Linked DNA regions of Alosa sapidissima: region 1 is linked to region 2. The links are chromatin contacts, called in public Hi-C maps. All regions are on one chromosome and are shown on one strand. The core of a region is the stretch at or near the end of the contact, and the rest is flanking DNA. Distances in the headings are between cores, read along the strand shown.

Region 1 (6,307 bases), core at 634-3,133, 220 kb before region 2:
TCCCGTGAGCGAGACCGGGATCGGGATCTGGAACGGTGGTGTCGCCTCCGGTCCCGATCTCTGTCTCTATCCCTGTCTCTGTCTCGATCTCTATCGCGATCTCTGTCGCGGTCCCCGCGATCCCTATGACGATCTCGGTCCCTGTCCCTGTCTCTGTCTCTGTCTCGGGTTCTTTCTCTGTCTTTGCTTCGGCTCCTGCTCCTCCTCCTCCTGCTGGTTCCAGTCTCAGACCTTACGTGAAGAAATGTTTTAAGATATTACTAGAGGAGTGAAAGCTCTATTTACAGGATATAATGATAGACAAAAATATCTGAGCATGCTTTCAAAACACTTTGATTGATGTACATTTGTGAAAACACATTCATACCTTTTCTTGCTGCTTTTCGAGTCTGTTCCACTAATACTGGGCATGAACATCTCCAGCTCTTTCATAGCCTCTTCAGCTATCTTCACATCATCTTCATCCAGCAAATTCTGTTGGATATAATCAATATGGTAACATTTAAGTTTATTTTTAACCAAAACATTCTGAATACAATGACCGTTCGAGGTTTCATAATCCAACACTTATCACAGCTACAATATGGCATTATGGCATAACTCAAGGCAGACGTGTGTGTGTGTGTGTGTGTGTGTGTGTGTGTGTGTGTGTGTGTGTGTGTGTAGTGCATCAAAACTCACTTTAGTAGTGTCTGGATTGTCAGGTTTACATAAACCGGGGAACATCTCCCGGAGCTTGTCCTTTTCTGTCTTCACTTTAACAGCAGGTTCTGTGTGTGCAAAACAAAAGATCAAGAAAAAATGTAAGGTACAGAGTATTAGAATGATTAGAAGGCAATTCATCTGTCACAAAATATGACATTATATAACATATAATGACCTTGTTCTTTAGATGTTGAACTTTTTGATGGTGGTCGCATTGTTTGGATGAGACGAAGTAAATTACTGACGAGAGAGTCCTGAGGAACATAAACGTATAGCAATACATGTTAGTACACAAATACCAAAATGATATTTTCGGTATTAACTTACAGAACAGTCAAATCACACATACCGTAAATTCAGCTCCATTTTTCAACAGGACTGACTTAAAGGCCTCAAATGTCGTGTTCTTCTCCGCTAAACTGATGACAAACTCCGCTGAAGATAGAGAAAAGACTGTAATCGTATCTGACAATCTACCATACTTCATCTTCAATATAACGCAATATGGAATTTGCCACAACAGTGACTTCCTGAACTAGCTAATTTCAGTGGCTATTTACTTAAGTGTCCACAAAGCCTAGTGCGTTTATTATTACACGATTTACGGACATGTTGATCAGAGGCCGACTATGTTTACGGTCAATTTGATTTCCAGTCTAAAATGGTTTGATACAACAGTAACAGAGAAATAAACAGGCTCTGACGTTAACTAAGGGTAGGCAACTGTTAGCTCTCTAGCTTCCATGAAGCCACAAAATAAACAAAGGCAGCATAATGTTACCCAACTTTGGACAACAAGGCACTTAACGTTAAGTCCGCAGACTTGGACAGTCATGACGACCACATCCCTTAATGTCCAATGAAGTAAAATGAAGTTTAAAGATAACTGTTGTGCGCACAAATCATGTTACCTAGCTATGCAAGGTTAGCTGTTTATTAGCGTGTTAGCTAGTAAACGAAATGTGCTGTATGGCGATGGGCAGCTAACTTAGTAATTATCAAACATACCAAGATCTTTGTCGCTTATGCCCAGATGGTTGTCAAGTTCTGTACAAACTTTAGAAACCAAAGACAAGTATTCGAGCTTTTTAAGCTCATCTTCTCCCAGCTCCTCCATTTTTCGAAGTTTAGTCTTCACTCAGGTACCCAGTAGCTACGTGTTTGCGATAACGCTCCAGAATCGCGCAGCAATATGACGACATTTCCGTTTATGAAGAAACAGGAAATTATCCAATGTAATTACTCTAAGTCACCACAAGATGGCATACTTACATAACTGTATCAAAGATTCTTTCTTTAAACCTACAGCAGAGCTGTAGAAAGTTTTGCCAGAGAAGGTTGAAGAGGATTTACACATTTTAACCTCATGCTTTAACAGTCAATTATTGTTCCCGTGAAAAGGCCAAAAGGCCATCATGACTACCACCTGGTGGCCTTGATCTCAACAGTGATGAGTGTTGTTCATTATAGTGCATGAAAATGCACTATACTGCTCTTCCTAGGCCTCTTCTTATTACAGTGCATGAAAATGCACTGTACTGTTCTTCCTAGGCTTCTTCTTCTTATTATTATTCTTTTTTAATTGCAGCTTCAACCGTTTAACGTAGAAACTTCATTCAAATTATGTTACGTAGGTCTTAGGACATCTGGGCAATGTATTTTTCATCTTTGTAACTTTTATACTTTTTAAACTATTTATTAAAAACTACTCAAACTACTTTCCCCATAGACTTAACATTAGGCTGATGACATCACAATGGACTAATTAACTTGATTTGCACCTGTATCAACTTCCAGCTGCTCATCTAGGCCCCATCAAAGAATCAGTTCAACTGATTGCACCTGTATCAGCTGCTTTCTGCTGAACTAGGCCAACTCTCTCTGTGACTCTCCATTCTACAAGGATATAAGGCACATTTCATCCAACTTTCTATCCATTCATCCTCTTCAAACCATTCACTCATCCACCCATTAAACTATCCATCAACATCCATTAAACAATCTGCCTATCAACATCCATTGAACTTTCTGTCTATCAACATCCATTACACTATCTACAATTTTAAACTATATACTCTGTCTCAGGCTTTAAGCATACAATATGGCTCTATTAAGACTGCCGTTAAGCAATTAGAATCCAATATATTTCATAACAATATATTTCACACCATATGTTTTGCATTTTCATGCACTGGTAATTCCCTGGAATTGCGTTTTCTAGTTCTTCTTCTAACGCAAGTAATGCAGCTTCAACCGTTTAAAGTTGAAACTTCATTCAAACTATGTTACGTAGGTCTTACTTAGGACATGTATTTTTCATCTTTGTAACTTTTATACTTTTTAAACTATTTATTAAAAACTACTCAAAATTTCCCCATGACTGAACAGTTAAATAGGTGGATAGTTTAAATGGTTAAATTATTTTCTAGGTAGATGAGGTTTAATATAGGTGGATAGTTTAAATGGTAAATTATTTGCTAGGTAGATGAGGTTTAATATAGTTGGAATGACTGAACAGTTGAAACAGTTGAACAGGATGTGTAGTCTTATATTAAGAGAATGAGACCAGAGAGGGTTAAAGCGGACCTATTTAACTGTTCAGTCATTCCAACTATATTAAACCTCATACCTAGCAAATAATTTAACCATTTAAACTATCCACCTATTTAACTGTTCAGTCATTCCAACTATATTAATACTTTTTTGCATTTTCATGCACTGTATTTCCTTCAGGAAATGCTTTTCTAGTTTTATTTGCTCATCCTTGCCAAGCTCTCTTTCGACCCACTCCAATTCGCTATAAAGAGCCAACAGGTCCAGAAACAGTGCCATCTCCAACATCCTGCACACCGCTATAACCCACTTGGATGTGGAATTATGTGAGAATGCTGTTGGCTGTTTATTAACTATTGTTTAGCATTCAGCACCAGCCCCCCTCACACTGGTCATGAAGATGAGGACCCTACTCAACTTCCACACCAACCAGTCACATGTGTTCCGATTTACCACATGTGTTCCGATTTACCATCAGCACAGGTGCCTCCCATGGCTGTGTTTCGAACCCCCTGCTGTATAACATGTACACACATGACTGCATGTCACACCTCCATCTCCAGTAAAGATGAGAGTGGTGGTGGGTCTGATCAATAACAACAATGAACAGACCTACCTAAATCAGGTAGACTAGGGTCTTACAACTAGGAGACAGCATAGCAGCAGTTAGGCCTTCACTGCACTAAATATCACTGGGCAGCCTGTGGAGAGGGTTGCAAGCTTTGCATTACTGAGGACCTCATGGACTGTCGACATCCAACACATTCTAAAGGAAATCCAGACAATAACCGTACTTCCTTTGTCAGCTGCGGGAATTTGATGGCCTTCTGCTCTTCAGCCATAGAGAGTGTTCCAACAGGTAGCATCATCCCCTTAGGAAATGGCACAGCTTGGGATTGCAGCGCCCTGCAGAGAGTGGTACATCTTGCTGAACGCACCATTAGAGTGTCTCTCCCTGCCCTGCAGGACCTGTACACCTGAAGAGTGCAAATAAGGGCCCAACACATTTGAAAAGATATTTCACACCCTGATGATGGACTGTGCAGACTGCTGAAGTCAGGTAGACCTCTGAGGCCACATGGCTGGAACAGAAAGACTGAGGAGTTTTTTTGTTGTTGTTGCTCAAATCCATTTTTTGTGTGGCTGTTCACATTGTTTTTATTAAATGTGGCCACAATCAGATTCCTACCCCAGTGAGAACTGGTGATGGCTCTGATTGACTGACTACCTTCGTATAGCTCTCTTTTATTTCCATGAGTGATGCGATAACACACATCAGAGAGTGTGCAACTTCTCCAGTAAAACACTGAGTTATTTCTCCCACAACTTTCTCTTCTTTATTTAACATACAATTCTCTTTCTCTGTCTCTCTTTCTCTCGCTTTCTCTCTCTGTCTCTGTCTCTCTCACCCACACACACCCACACACCCACACACACACACACCCACACACACACACACACACACACACACACACCAATCAAAATGTAGAATGATTTTGCCTGGCGCCACAGTGTTATTGCCTCACTAAATATTCAGTCCATTAATCTATCTGACCACTCTGAAGCCTATTAAAATGGATGAGATTAACATTAAACTATAATAATCACATTAAATACTTTCACCCCCCCCCCCCCAGTCAGAGCCCCCCAAGTGTGCTAGGGCTCCTTTAATTTGAAACTGGTGAAACATGATTAAGTCCATCTTTTGATCAGTTGAGGCACTTAGGCATGTCGCCCAGGTTTGACTAAGCTCCAGTTTTTATACTCTCATAATCTATGTGGTGGCATATTCAGTAGCCTACTCAGAATGGTTCAGTTTGTATGATTCTCATGGCCACAATGTATACCCTCCATGAAGTTGTGAAGAATGCATGGAGCCTTTCATCTGAAAAAAAAAAAACAATATCTGCTACACTGTACACGATGCGACCTTATAATTCAGGGCAGGTCTTTCTACATGTTGTATGTGAAAGATTCTGTGGTGGAAAACACTTCAGACTGGTACTGAGTGGAGAGTTAATATGCAGAACTCCTCCATCCTGACAGGCATAGTAAGCCGATTACCAGTGAGTGTTAACGTTTAGCCTAGAGGAGTATGCTTGCACCATCCCTTTATCTCTCTCTCTCTTTTTCTCTTGCCTGTCTTCCTCTCTCTGCTTCGCTCCCTCGTTCTCTCATGATTATGTAAGTCTGCTGAGCAGACGCGTGATGTAACCTGCCAGCGGCTGAGTCCTGTGTGTCCCGTGTCCTAGCTTGCCCCTCTCCCCACGTCACTCTGCCTCACTCGTTCTCGACGGGTTGACCCAGTCCCACACCCGGCCCACCCCCCTTCCTTGACTCCTCCACACACACACCATACATACACACACACACATGCTTCGTTCAGTCTGTCTCGTTCCCTGCGTCTCTCCCATCACCTCCTGCTGAGGGGTTTCTGGGCCTAATCTCCCTGCTCTCATATTCCCATGTCCCCATTCATAAAGTTATTCTCACAACTAGGTGCCGCCCTCTATGGGCACGCACACAAGAGTCTCCCTCTCTCTCTTGCTCTCTCTCTCTCTCTCGCTCTCTCTCTCTCTCTCTTGCTCTCTCTCTCTCCTCCCTCCCCACGCCCTGTTCTCCATTCCTCGGCCCTATGTTTAGATGTTTACAACTCAGTAAATCAAGTGTGCGGGGGATTTTAATAGGTTTCGGAGTGTTGTGTCTCTCAATTTGGTTCCAACCCCGGCTTCGTCTCGGCTTCTTCTTTTTTTCCCTCCTACCCGGGGCTCCCTCACCACTGCTACTGTCCCTCCAGCCCGTGCTGTCCTAAATGTATCCCTTGTGTCCTGCTTTTGGTCAAATTATTTTGTAATGGCTTCATTCGTTTTCCAGCACTTGTGTACACAAAGCCCTGTGTGTGTGTGTGTGTGTGTGTTAGGGTTGTGGAGGTGTGGCTATGCAAAAGCCCCCCCTCCCCCTCAGCCAGCTCTCCGTCTCTCAAGCTGCGTGTCCTCATCTGACCCGACAGAGCAGCGCGGGGGTAGGGAGCCTGTTATGTAATGGGCTT
Region 2 (6,109 bases), core at 696-3,195:
AGCAGCCGCGCCTTGCCTTGGTCCGGCGTCTCGAACGGGGTCCCCTTCACCGTGTGCAGCAGCAGGTACATGCACTGGAGAGAGAAATGGGGGCACCATCACGTCCACAGCACCAGGACACTATGAGACCCAGCATGGTTCATGAATGGTTCATGGTTCATCTCCAATTCAAGCATTTTCCTTGGTGGTGAATCGTGACTTCAGAAGCACTGGTTTGTGTGTCCTTATAAGGGGAACTACCAATGGCACTATCTAACGGAAAGCATCTCTACAATTTTAATGTCAGCTGCCAAGAAATATTTGCACTGGCACCAGATGATGTCTAGATGTCATGCCAAAACAAACAAGACATTATCAACGGACCTCACTCAGTTATACTTCTATTGTGGAGCTTTTTTAACACACACACACACACAGGCAGGCACACACAGTGTTGAACAGACAGCGGTGATGGTCAGATAGGACAAGTTTGGGCACTCCTGGCCTACATAGTCCACGTGGCATCAGCAAAATGTGCATGGACACGAGCGGAAGGCTGGCACTTTTTAGGCACAGGATGGAGGTAAGCTGATACAGGATGGTGTGGTAACCCCAACTCCTCCACTGGGTGAAATTACAACCGCTCTAGTCAGCAACTTAATGGACAAAATACTCAGCAAAAGAAAAGGAATGTTAGATAACCATGTGAAAGTCCAAAAGATTATTCTGTGTTTAGCCTACTTTTGCCAGTTGGTTGTCAAGTTTTAAAGTTCAAAGTATTAAAATATGTGGGCTTAGTATTGTTCTAGTCCAGACAAGACCATTATGAAACTCAAATTCCACAGTGTTGAATCACCGGATGAGAATGATCAGCCAAGGTCACAAATACACCACAATTTTATGTCTGAGGTAAGGTGAAGAGGAACTCACTCACCATGTTGTGGATGAGGTTGGTGAGAGTCCAGACTACGGGGACACTGACGAAAGGGATGCTGAGAAGGATGACGTGCAGCAGCCCGATGCCTAGGACGTAGGACAGCCATATCCCCCGGCTGTTCATCACCTGCGTGTTGGGGTTGACCTCGCTGTGAGCCGTGCCCACGTTCATGACTCGCACGCAAACTTGCGCCACTTGTTGGCGCACACTTCCTGTGAGCCATAAGAATATCATGCTTTAGAAGGCAACGAGGCAGCAATGCAATCAATAGACAACTAACCATGTCCATTGACGTGAGGAGCAAATAGCAAAGCTGGCATATTCACATTTCACAAGAACAAATGCCTGACCCTACCAACCAACTGCTTGAGGCCAAGTATTCCATTAGGCTAGATGGATCTTAACAAATAATGAGAATCATGTAGCCTACGGTATTCAGGTTAACCATGTTCGCAGATCAAACTAAATATTTGTTGATAGATTATCATAATTCAAAATATAGTCTTAGTTAAATTGCACAATGCTGTATATAGCCATGCGAGTAGATTACTTATCGCTTCCGTTATCTGTTTTACATAGCCTTTGATCAGCATTTCTTAAGACAATCCACTTCCGAGAGAAAGTGAGTGGGTTTTCTTGCAAATGAAGCAAGAGTCATACTCACCGGAGTGTGGCTATAGCCTAAATCCTTGCCGAAGATTCAGCCAAGAAGTTTGTAAATAGGCTGGGCTTTATTTAAAGCGACCTTTATTTGCTCATCTATCCCTTTCCACCATTCGATATCGTCTTGCAGTCTTATGTAAGCACTTCTGTGAGAAATTGTTCACTTTTGCAAACTGTCATTTATTCCGTAACTCCCGTCTCATGTCTTCACGAAGAGATCGCCTTTATTATCCAATTATTAAATCCCAAATTCTTGCAAAACAGCCTTGTTCACTGACACTTTGTTCCTTCTGCAAACAGCTGGTGTGACAACACAGCAAGAGTTCGTAATTGAACGTCATCGTTTTCGGGGGGGCTACACCATTACGGCGATATTTTTTAACCTATCTGTTTAAATTCCGATTGGTTACCTTTCGTCACATGCAACTAATGCACCAATCAGAGATGAATGCGTTGATCATTTGCTAAAATAACAGCACGCCCACTTGAACGTCACACAACGAGAATGAAGTCTGATTGGGAGATTAGCGTACAGAGACAGACAGGCGTGGGCATGTGCAATAGATTCAATTGTTTACTTCAGTCTGATGAAACATTTACTTTCTTTTCCTGAGTAGTTTAGGGCTCGTATGCGTGTAAGGCAGAGAAAAGAAAACACCTGACTGGTGTTGAAGTCTGGATAACTGCTCAGAAGTTATGTAAAGTTAGTCAGCCCAGTTATGATAAGGCCAAGATCTCTCTAGCATTCATCCTCTACTTTCACCATTCAGTCTGGCTACTGAAATAGTCTACAACAAAACAGAACTTTCACTCTTACTTTTTAATGAAGATCCCTCAGGTCCTCGAGCAGTGAAGGCAAGGACTGTCAGACTCAGTGAATGCCAAGACTGGATCAAAGAGAGGATCAAGAGTGTCAAGTTCCAGATGTGAGGATAAAAGCTCCTTGAGGAACCCATAGCCTCAAGCAGCAGGGTCAGCCCTGTTTTATGTCACCACCGGGATATATGGTGGCTCTCTGTGTGGAGGGTTTCAGTGTTGAGGGGCATTAAGTGTTGAGGGGCATTAAGTGTTGAGAGGCATTAAGTGTTGAGGGGCATTAAACTGGTTCAGCATGGTGTTGGCTACATGCGCTGACCTTAGGTTACGCAATTCTTGCCAGCAACAGTAGTCTCATTCAGACTGATTGCTTTTGTTATATAAATCTTTTAAGTTTAAACAGTCTCATATTGGCAGGAGGATAGATTGATAGCACTGGACTATTGGCTTCTTGATGGCGCAAACATTGTATAAAGCAATAATGAGATATTACAATTTGAATTTCAATACTTTTGATTAGTTGTCAACTGCAATTGCCTTTTGGAGGTGCTGGTATGTAAAACTAACATCTATATGATTTCTTTCTCGACCAAAACACAACACTGGTGCTATCACGACCGGGAGCTTCTGACAGGAAGCTTTGACTTGACAATAACACACTGACATGAATTGCACAGATCAGCTATCGCGTTCTGTGCCTCTGGGCTGAAGTGTATGTATGGCATCAGCTTTCTTCCGTGGACATATTTCACGTTCTACAGCCTTTTCCTGTGGCAATGTGAGTCTCCACCTCTTCCACTGTAGCCTCCTGGGGATGGAAACTTGAGCTGTACCGTAATGCAACTGGCTTTCGCGGCCGATTAAACTGAAGCAAGCGCGCAGGACTTCAAAAGCTTGTGGTCACCGACTGTCGGCTGTCCTTGTTTCAATGCCAAGGTAGACTCCATGCTTAACAGTTTGGTACACTTTGGTCTTCAAGAGTCTGTTCAGTACTGCTCTCTAGGCTACAAAATCATGCCTTAAAAGGCAATTCTGTCAGCACATTAGGGGGATCATGCATTAACACACATACATTAAAGATTTGTGTTTCTGAAAGTATAGGTAATTGTATACACACATATATATATATATATATATATATATATATATATATATATATATATATATATATATATATATATATATATATATATATATATATATATATATATAGTTATGTTCAAGCTACAGTACTGCCATCTGCTAAAAAACTGTAGATAATACTATAGCACACAACTAACCTTCTCTGTGTATCACTGAAGGGATGTGATGATGTTGCCTTCTGATGAAACAAATGTATCCTTCATAAGGTTCTGCAACTACACTGCTAAGGGCCAGAAAATTCGGCTAATTTCATGACCCAGCAGATTTGAGTCATGTCTCATGCTGATGACATGCCCCTGGGGTGGAGGGAAACTGTGACACTGTCGGTGATGGTGAGTGTGTCTTTTACGATGCCTCTGGGACTTGCACAACGACAAGCAGCAGGCCTGCAGGTTGTGGCGGACTGGACTGAAGCCCTCGGGCTCTTGAGGAAGATTCTCTCCAGCGGCAGACAAGCAACTACTGTTAAAGGGAGTGTCTGGCCGTAAAACGTGTCCCAACTGAAAAGTCTGTTATATCTCTATTCTAAACAGGAGGGCCGCTATCAGAGGAAATCTCATTTTCATAAATAGGAAGGAAGGGAGTGACTGGACAGACTGTACAGTAATTACAAAACTGTGATGACAAGTATGACATTTCTGATCATTAGAAATGTGTTAGTATGTGCAGATACACAGAACATGAGAAGTCATATAGAAACAACATTGGCTGTTATGTACAGCGATCAGTTGTCAGACTATTTCATGCCCAGATGTATGTGTAGTTACTTTTGCTAACCAGTAGATGTCAGCCTAAACCCATTACCACTGTTCAGCAAAGGCATTTTGAATATATAATGATCTAAGGACTCAATATAAGAGTTTAAATAGTAGCAAATATAGTACATGTTAGCTGCTGAATTAGTTTAATAGTGTTGTGTAATAATGTACATCTACTTTCCGTGAGATGAACTATTCAATATAACATTTTATTGGGTTTCACTAAAAGGTTTGAGTACCGCCTACCTGATTTTATATTAGATTGAAGGCACATCCATGCCCTGAGCCTCCACTGTCACAGCACATGGGGGCATTATAAGCCCCATTATCTGTGAGAGCCTGTTTGACTTTATCTCTCTCGAATACGACAAAATGTTCATGCCTCAACCGTTAATTTAAATCAGATACTGCTTAATTTTGCAGTTCACAGAGCACATGAACTCACACATATCCCAACACAATAGGAACAAGACTGAATAAAAGGCAGACTTTGAGAAGTAGACCACATTGAGGACAAAAAGCTAATTAGACGAACCATTATACATTTACACATTTGTTCGTTTATTTAATACTTTTATTTTTGGTTTTTTGTTTGGTGCAGTGGAAAGTAAACAGTGCACTCTGGCATTAAGGTCTCATGAGGTTCAAAATGATTGCACAATGTCTATAAAATTCTTCAAGAACATTCTGTGGAATCCTAACCACATGATGTCAAGTTTACACAATCTCAGCCAGCTCAGTTTGAGTTTTACACTACCATCGCCGCATTTTAAACGACCTAGTATTACATGTTTGGATGCGACAAAGACAACGAGGTTCAATGAGTTTTTACGTTCATTCTTGGGTGAATTTTTGTAGCGTGCATGGCCTTGCTCACTAGACATAAGGCATCTCTGCTCAGGTGAATATGTGTGGTGCTTTGGGTGGTAGTGCTCCAAGTCTTCACTCCCACTGCTCTGCGAGCTACATGCCTCCCTTCCTCTGACATGTTTAATTTCCCTCTCAAATACAGAATGCATTTAAAGACATTACGTGACTTACGAGAGCTAATATTACATTGGACATTCAAGCATTTAATTCCGCGAACCTCAAGCATGGGCATGGGCAGTCTGTCCGCAGCACATACTTTCAACCTCTAATATTTCGTTTATTTATCCATTTTTTTTTTTTTTTCAAACGTCGACTAAGGAAAATATTGAGTCATGATTTTGTGCAGCAGGAGCACATGGTTAAAGATGGGGAAAGCTATTTTCAAGAATTTGTCCCTGGGCAGCATAGAATGACACAATTTTAACACACATCCATTTCATATAGGAATAACTTGCAGCTCTTGGTTCTCCATCACCCCTCCTACAGTACTTCCTTAGGGAGTCTACGAGCAGCTCCTTAGCACAAGAGCCAGGGGAACAATAGGAGGAGGAGAAGGGCTTGTGACCCAGACCAGGCTGATCATAGCCTCACTGGAAAAGGCTGTCGGAGTGAGACTCCATTATTGCCCTATGGAGGAAGCTGGGGATTAGGACACCAAAGAATTTCAATAAAAGAAGTGTCTGTTCGGGGGTAGAGGGTTTTGAGGGCCTGCGAGGGGCTTTGGCCATTGTCCTCCGGGTGATTGAGAGAGCGAGGGGAGGAGAGTGGGAGGGCATTGTTTTTTTTTCTTGAGTGGTGGGGCTGAGAGAGGTAGGGGGTGGGTGGAGGTGGTGGTGTTGGTGGAGGGTGTGGGGGTGGTAGGTTGGAGGGGGCCACTTTCTGAAGGTGGTTATTAGTGGGGAGATGGCAAGGGGGGGGGGGCTGTTGACTCTTCATCTTCTGC

What was found. Hi-C and Micro-C count contacts between places; a contact is called where the count stands out from the background.
Region 1: a contact with region 2 is called in a Hi-C map of muscle, with 16 times the contacts expected there. The contact joins the promoter of LOC121699962 here to the promoter of ormdl3 in region 2. A contact is called at or near these places in 2 of 2 Hi-C or Micro-C datasets (both in muscle).

Annotation. Positions count from the first base shown.
Region 1 is chr24:8,972,019-8,978,325 of fAloSap1.pri, reverse strand. LOC121699962 (ATP-dependent RNA helicase DHX8-like) reads right to left here and starts at 1,883. Exons shown (of 24, transcript XM_042082534.1): 1 at 1,714-1,883; 2 at 1,055-1,140; 3 at 881-959; 4 at 682-770; 5 at 368-474; 6 at 1-231. The coding sequence starts at 1,822.
Region 2 is chr24:8,755,426-8,761,534 of fAloSap1.pri, reverse strand. It overlaps ormdl3 (ORM1-like protein 3), which reads right to left and starts at 1,945. Exons shown (of 5, transcript XR_006027010.1): 1 at 1,581-1,945; 2 at 914-1,128; 3 at 1-74.